Regions from separate parts of the Mus musculus genome. Here region 1 is linked to region 2. Evidence: chromatin contacts called from public HiChIP or PLAC-seq data. All regions are on one chromosome and are shown on one strand. Each heading gives the region's core, a stretch centred on a gene start, on an enhancer-like site or on the middle of the called end of the contact. The rest is flanking DNA. Distances are from core to core; before and after follow the strand shown. Region 1 holds the start of Ap5m1 (adaptor-related protein complex 5, mu 1 subunit). Region 2 holds the start of Cdkn3 (cyclin-dependent kinase inhibitor 3).

The links. HiChIP or PLAC-seq counts read pairs in DNA pulled down with a chosen protein or histone mark.
Region 1: a contact with region 2 is called in an H3K27ac HiChIP or PLAC-seq map of extraembryonic endoderm stem cells, with 16 times the contacts expected there. The contact joins the promoter of Ap5m1 here to the promoter of Cdkn3 in region 2. A contact is called at or near these places in 3 of 39 promoter capture datasets (the C10 cell line, liver and pre-B cells), 1 of 484 Hi-C or Micro-C datasets (B cells), 1 of 115 datasets of contacts at active chromatin or transcription factors (extraembryonic endoderm stem cells) and 2 of 9 other capture datasets (adipose tissue and liver).

What each region holds. Positions count from the first base shown.
Region 1 is chr14:49,064,960-49,068,792 of GRCm38.p6, forward strand. It overlaps Ap5m1 (adaptor-related protein complex 5, mu 1 subunit), which reads left to right and starts at 1,590. Exons shown (of 8, transcript NM_144535.5): 1 at 1,590-1,905. The coding sequence starts at 1,832. It overlaps Exoc5 (exocyst complex component 5), which reads right to left and starts at 1,708. Exons shown (of 18, transcript NM_207214.3): 1 at 1,167-1,708. The coding sequence starts at 1,193.
Region 2 is chr14:46,758,896-46,762,448 of GRCm38.p6, forward strand. It overlaps Cdkn3 (cyclin-dependent kinase inhibitor 3), which reads left to right and starts at 1,646. Exons shown (of 8, transcript NM_001360041.1): 1 at 1,646-1,753. The coding sequence starts at 1,745.

The sequences.
Region 1 (3,833 bases), core at 340-2,839, 2.3 Mb after region 2:
CTATAACAGTAGGATAATATACTGTTTTTCTGTTAATAAGTAGCTCGTCATGAAAGTATTATTTAAAGATCCCAAAGCCTGTAAGATATAAAAATTGAAACAAGTAATTACAGAATTACCTAGTATCTTGACCAAGGATACACAGTAAATGAGCAGAATTTTATGACTGGTGAAGCAAATGTTATAATATCTCCAGACATTTACATCTGAGGAACAGCAATAAATTTTTCCTAGGTGTAATTATAACTTTTACTCAAATCACTTTCATTACAACTTACAATTTAGGCATGCTATTTCTCTAAACAAATGCAGTATCTATGCTAGGAATGACTGCAAGTCAACGTTCAGTAACAAAAAAAAGTAACTGAAAAGTTAGATTTTTTTTTTAATGGAAACAATGGCATTTAAAATTCACGCCACAGAACACGCTGATGCTCAATGGATACAATTTTCACCTATGGTGACATTCTTAACTGTGAACTGCAGTGTTCTCTACAACTTACACTTCTGCTGCTATGGAGTAATCACGCCCCAGCGGGGGAGAAGGTGTATTCCTCATTTTTCTTCATATGACTACTTCTATTTTTTTCCACACAAGAAGATACTGTTTCATTGTCTTGTAACCCCATTCCATTATCTCAAACCTCACCGCTTCTGACACTGACACGCCACAAAATCCAACTGTCAAGTTTAAATATTGAAACACTCAAGAAAATGCACCTGAACGCTCCCACAGCTTCTCACAGCCCAAGGATCCTTTAACTAGCAGTCGGAGGGTTCCACAGCAATTAAATGCAGTAAGATGTGTCGCTTCCCTTCCGTGCTGAGGCTAAGTAGGCCTTTATTGTCCTTAAAAGAATCCTCCCAGCCTTTTCGACTGTAAGGTAAGACGGCAGGCACCCCAGGGCCGCTTCTGAGCTTGTCGGAACCTCGGCACCGAGGAGCCCCCCAGAGTCTCCATTCAGATGCCCCCTGTAGCACCGTCGCGAGGATCCGCACAGCAAGACCCGGCTCGCCGGCCCTGGGCTCCGGAGTCAGCCCTGCCCACTGCCCGTCCGGTCTCCGGGACGTCTGGCCGCCCTGCCACCCGAGCCGGCCCAGCGTCCCGCCGCCACCCGCCCCTCCCCCGCCGCCGCCGCCGCCGCCCGCCGAGCCCCGGGACCCACCTCGAAGAGCTCGGCCGTCGTGGCCATGCCGGCCGGCTGAGAGGCTCGCCCCGCGCTCGAGGCCGTCTCCGCTTCACATGCTGCGCCTCAGCGGCGCCGCTCACCAGTCCCAGCTCGGCCTACCGCCTCCGGCCCGGGCTGCGCACCGCTGCTGGCTGCCCCGGTCCTCACACAGCGAAGGCAGAGAGGGAGAGCAGCCATGAAGCGGAGCCGCAGACGCCTGTCAGCTGCCTCCCGGCGCCGCCCGCGCCGCTCCCATTGTCACCGCCTCGCACGCCGGAAGTGGGGCTGCGCGCGCCCGGCCGACTTCGCGGGGCGGGCGAAAGGAGCGAGCGGCGAGCGGGCCGCGGAGGCGCTCGTTTGCGACAGGGTGACGCGTCTTGAGCCTCGCGGGCCGCCGTCCCGGAAGTGGGCGAGAAGAGTATTCCAGTCCCTTGAGATTCCGGGTGTAGGTTCTTAAGACCTTCTGAGGAGTGTTTTAATCTCTTGAAGGGACCGGGAGACTTGAGTCACCTCACCCGGAAGAGCGAGCATCTCCAGTGAGCTCTTGCGGCTCAGGGAGAACCCGGACGTTGCCTGGTACAGCCCATCTAGAAGGCGGGGTCTACTTTGGCTGGATGGCGACCTTAGTTTCTACATCGCTCTGATACTTGGGAGGCTTAACCATGGCCCTGCGGGCAGTGTGGCTCATACGTCACGAACCAGGAACTCCACTTGGAGGCACCGTCAGATTCTCCAGGTAATTGCAAGTCTGGATCCTCAGGCATGATGGGTCCAAGGATGAATCTAAGCAGGAGTTTTTGTGGTGCGCTGAGTCTCAGCTGTCCCAGGAGCAGCTAGCAGGGTGCCCTTGGGCAATTTAGGCTTTCTACGTTTATCTCACTTTGTTGTAAGGAATGAGTTGCTTGTTACATGATGCTACATGTTTTCTAGTATTACTGCTATTGTATCTTTATTTATTTATATATTTGAGACAGGATTCATGTATACCTGGCTGTCCTAGAACTTGATACGTAGACCAGGCTGGCCTTGAATTTACAGATACCTCCAGAGTGCTGGGATTACAGGTGTGGGCCACGACACCCGGCTATACTAATGTATCTTTAAAATTAATTCCATCTGTTTAAGTTTGGTACAAAAATGATTGCTTAAAGAACGTTATAGTTTGCAGCTTCTAGTGGGTGAGCAAAATAGAAGTGTGAAAAATTAAATTACAGTCACCTTTTTATCCAGGTGGCATAAGTGGTTTGGTCCCACCTTTAGAATTTGCCATATCTTACCAAGATAATTCTATGGAGAGGACTCTGCAGTTCTTTATATTAGATATTAACCCCGATATAAAGTATAGCTGGCTAAGTTCCCCCCAGTCTATAGGCTGTCTCGCCACTTTGCTTGTAGTTTTATTTGCTTTGCAGAACTGTTTTGATTTCAGGAGATCCCATCTGTCAGTTCTTGAAGTTGTTACCTGTCTCTTGGCATTATTTCTAAGAAGCCTCTGTGTTAATGAGTAGATGTGTGTTCTTGGAAAGCAGCAATGTATGGTAGAAAGGTGACCAATTTTAAATCTCTTCGAATGTAAACCAGAAAGCATTTGAATGGTGTAACTGAGGAACTCAGTTATTAGGTTTTTGTTGCTGTGGTTTTGAGACAGAGCCTCACTGTGTACCACTGGCTTACCCAGAATTCACTGTGTAGACCAAGCTAGCCACAAACTCATAGATACCCTCCTGCTTCTGGTTTCCAAATACTAGAATTAAAGGAATGCAACAACCATGACCCCCATTAGTTGTTAGTTTTGCTTACATTTCAGTAACACATGTACCTGGTGTCTACCATACTGGATAATGCAGCTCTAGATACTTGAACTGTATGAATCTATGGTTTTCTTTATTTACATTCCTTAATGATAGGGTCCAAGCTGCCTCTACCTTTCAGAACAGTGCTATCTAGTAAACATCCTCAAACAGGGCCTTAGAACATGTCTGTACTGATTTAACAAAATACTGACAAATAGCTTCCCTGAATGCAAACAGAGTCATTAGAAATCAGTGAATTGGGCTGGAGAAATGGCTCAGCAGTTAAGAGCACTGACTGCTCTTCCAGAGGTCCTGAGTTCAGTTCTCAGCAACCACGTGGTGGCTCAAAACCATCTGTAATGTGATCTGATGCCCTCTTCTGGTGTGTCAGAAGACAACTATAGTGTACTCATATACATAAAATAAATAAACACTTAAAAAAAAAGAAATCGATGAATTTCTGTATTTCCCTGACTCTTATTTTAATTTTACCAGTAAAGGAGAACTAATTTCTATTTGTATACCTTTCTGTAACAATATTCATTAGACTCTTGAAATACCTTTTCTGTGAATTACCCTTTCCAAAGATACCATTTTATCCATTCTGTATAATTTTATCTGTTATATTTAAGTCCACTAGGAGTACATCTTTGAATATGGTGTTAAGTAGGAATTTCACTTCTTCTTTATATGACTTGAGTTTTCCTAACATCGTTATGTAAACTCTCTGTCTTTTATTGACTCACTATTGATGTTTGCTATATTTCTTCATATAAACATTGGTCTGCCTCTGTTCTATTACTTTCTTTTTTGTGCCAGTGTTCTGGTTTTATGTGCATGTATTTGTATCTTAACATTGTAATAGAAGTGA
Region 2 (3,553 bases), core at 396-2,895:
AGTTGAGGATATCTGCTATGAGGCATTTTCTCAAGTAGTGATCAATGGAGGAGAGCCCAGCTCATGGTGGGTGGTGCCATCCCTGGGCTGGTGGTCCTGCCTGCTATAAGAAAACAGGCTGAGCAAGCCAGGGGAAGGAAGCCAGTAAGCAGCCCTCCTCCATGGCCTCTGCATCAGCTCCTGCTTCCAAGTTCCTGCCCTGTGTGAATTCCTATCTTGACTTCCTTCAATAATGAACAGCAATGTGCAAGTGTAAGCTAAATTAACCCTTTCTTCCCCCACTTGCTTTTTGGTCATGGTGTTTCGTTGCAGCAAGAGAAACCCTAACTAAGACATGCATTGACCTGGCTAAGCCAGGTGCTCAGATATTTAGAAAAACACTATTGTGAATATTAGGGGATGTAATTTACATTTAAGTTGGTAGACTTTGGGTAAAGCAGATTGTCTTCCAAGTTGGAAGCCTGGATATTACAAAAGCTAAGATTCTCTTAACACAAGGAGGATTCTTTAGCTTATGGTTTTCACAGTTAATTTACAGCACAGACTCTTCCTGGCCCCCACAACACTCTGCCTTTGAACTTGAACTTTGATCTGATCTTCTGAGTCAACAGCCACTAACCTCTCACTAGATTTTGAACTCACCAGCATTCCGAAGTCATTTCTTTTACACACACACACACACACACACACACACACACACACACACACACACAACTTCTATTTCTCCGAAGGATCGTGACTAATGCTATTTCTAAGTCAAATCGTGCTGTCTTCTTTCCCTAACTACTAGCCCTGTGCCCACTGACTTTGACATAAGGGTAAAAGAGGAAACTTCTGCTTTTCTCAAATTCCATGATACTATTGCTCCAGGTGACTTTCTTTCCCAAAGCCAGCTAAATGAAGACTGAAAATGGAAGGTGGGGGGGGGGGGGCAGGGGAGTTAATGGAGAGAAGATTCACCAATAAAGAGCGTGTCCTCTCAGAGAGGACCCTAGTTCAGTTCCTTGCGCCCATGTAGCAGGCTCAGAACAGTCTTATATTGGCGCTGATTAAGCCTGACAAGGTCGACCCCACCCCCAACCCCCATATCATTTTATCTCCTTTTCATACAATATTAGCACATTCCTACTTGGTGAACAGGAAGACTGATCTACACATTAACTTATGTACATCCTGGAACATCCAGAACATACAGAACATCCAATGTCAAGTATGCCTATGCTCTTTATTTAGTATTCTCCAAAGTATCTACATGACTAGATATGACAGCAATGTCAGTTTTCCCAGGGACACCTCCTATGCAAGGCTCTCCTCCACCAATTACCACGCCCTGAAAGTTAAAACAATTTAAAAGAAAATGCTCCCTATCCTGGTATCATTCAGAAATTAAGTCCAGAAAGTCTCCAAAGCGCTGGACTTGTGAGGAACCACTTCGCCTCGCTCCGCCTCTCGCCACGTCCACGCCCTCAACTGGCGGAGGGGCGGAGCCCTCCAAGCCAATCCCCTTTCTTCCGGGCCCTCCTTCCGCGCGTCTTTCAAAGACTTCCTCTGAACCAATGAGTAGTCAGAGGCTGAGCAAGGCCCCGGAGTAAGAAACAGAGCGAGGATATGATTGGTTTCTGGAACGCCCCGCGCCACCTCCTACGTGGGCGGACCAATGGACTGACGGGGGCGGGCTCTTCGCGGGCGGTGTCCTAAAGGCTGCGAGGGCGGCGGCACTGGTTACGGCGAGTGGCGACCCGCGATGAAGCCGGTGAGTGGGGCTGTCCGGGACCCGAAGGATCCTCGCCACGGGGCCAGACGCTGGACCGCCTCGGCTGCGTTGCTGGGCGGCCAGCGGTGCGATTCGCACAGTAACCGCCCTGCGCGTCGGGGAGGCTGAGTGGCAGATCTGTGGCACTGCGGTTCGCTGCCCACCTGAGGGGCCTCACGACGACCCTGCCAGAGAGGGCCAAGCCATTCAGCTTGACAGCTCAGATGCAGAGGCTGTCACGGCCGGGGTTGTGGGTGGCTTGATGCCTCAGATGCAGAGGCTGTAACGACCCCGTTTGTGAGTGACATCACGATAGCCACCCTCCCTCAGAAAGCTCAGGGCACTGCGTCTTGTTTCCTGCAGGTCAGAATCCCTGGGCCTGAGGAAGGCAGGGACGTCTAAGCCTGTTAGCATTTATCCACAGCAGGCTGAGAGGGGTGGAGTGAAAAGTCACACAAGCTTAAAATCTGGTTTTATAGGAGAAAGAAAAGGGGTCTTAGCCATGACTTGGAAGCCCCACCTGACATATCGTTTCTACCTCATAGCTGACACTCCACTTAAAGGCTTCATTTGGGTTCCGTTGTGTTTTATACCAAAGAGCAATCCAAAGAAACCGCAATCTATAATTTCAGCCAGTTATCACCTGTTCCTCCAGCAAGACCTTTCTAGAAGAGCTTGAAAGCCAAGCAGTCAGGTGGTTACTCTTGCAAGTCTTGTGTCCACTGTGTCAGCTGCCTACCGACTGCATTGTTGCCAGAGGAAGAGTGAGCTATCTGACCTCTGGTATAGAGGAACTGAACACACGTAGAGCTCGCTATTTCCTCCTCTCTTGAGATCTACCTCCTCTGGCAAGCACAAGTGAGTCCTCTGTAGTCCACTGCTGCCTGGGAAGGGGTAGATCTGGATGGATGTGGGAATCACACAGCCGCAGTCTACTTTCTCCTTTTGACATTCTTTAAAACTAATATTTTTGTATACACGTGTTGTTCAAATGTCTGATCTCAGATGGTTCCAATTAGGGAGTGGAAAGGGTTTTTTGTTTGTTTGTTTGTTTGTTTTTGTTTTTGTTTTAGAAAGGGGATGAGCAGTGTCCACTGGCTTTGTCTCTTCTGGGTCATCTCTACTGAATACACAATCCTCCACCCTTCCACCCATATTGTGTTTTCTTTTGAGCCAGCCTGGCCATGTATACCACTGCTCTAGAACTTGTGCCTCAGTCTCCCCAATGCTGACATCAAAGCTTTGCACCATCATACCTGCCTTAGCTCTTGAATTTTCACACTGACTGCTTTAACTTCCTAGTCTACCTACAAACCTGCAGGTTCTTCCTTCAGAGCTTAGCTCAATGGTCTCTAAGAAACCCTTCCCTGTTCCCTAAATGCTCAGTCATTCCTTCCACTCTACAGCACATGGTTTCTGCTAGTTTAACACCTTTGCCATCCTGTAACCTTGCACACCGCTGTCTCTCTAGCTGTGTTGAAGGTAGACAGCATATCACAGGGTCTTCAGGTCTTCAGAGCACAAACATCAGAGGGTCTAAGGAATGTCTGAGATGGAATGGGCAAATGGTACTTCAGAATTGAGGAAAGCTGATAGAGGATAAACTTAGGTGCCTTGTCTGATATTATCCAAGGACCAGTTCCAGGAGCCAGATAGTCTTTTGGTCTAAGCCCAGTTCTACCCAATGTACAGTAGTACTGTGATTAATCAAATAGTCAGCAGTAATAGTTCACTATTGATATTGCTGATCTGATAGCCCAGATTAATGACTGAGAAAACTGCAAATATTAATTCAGTGGG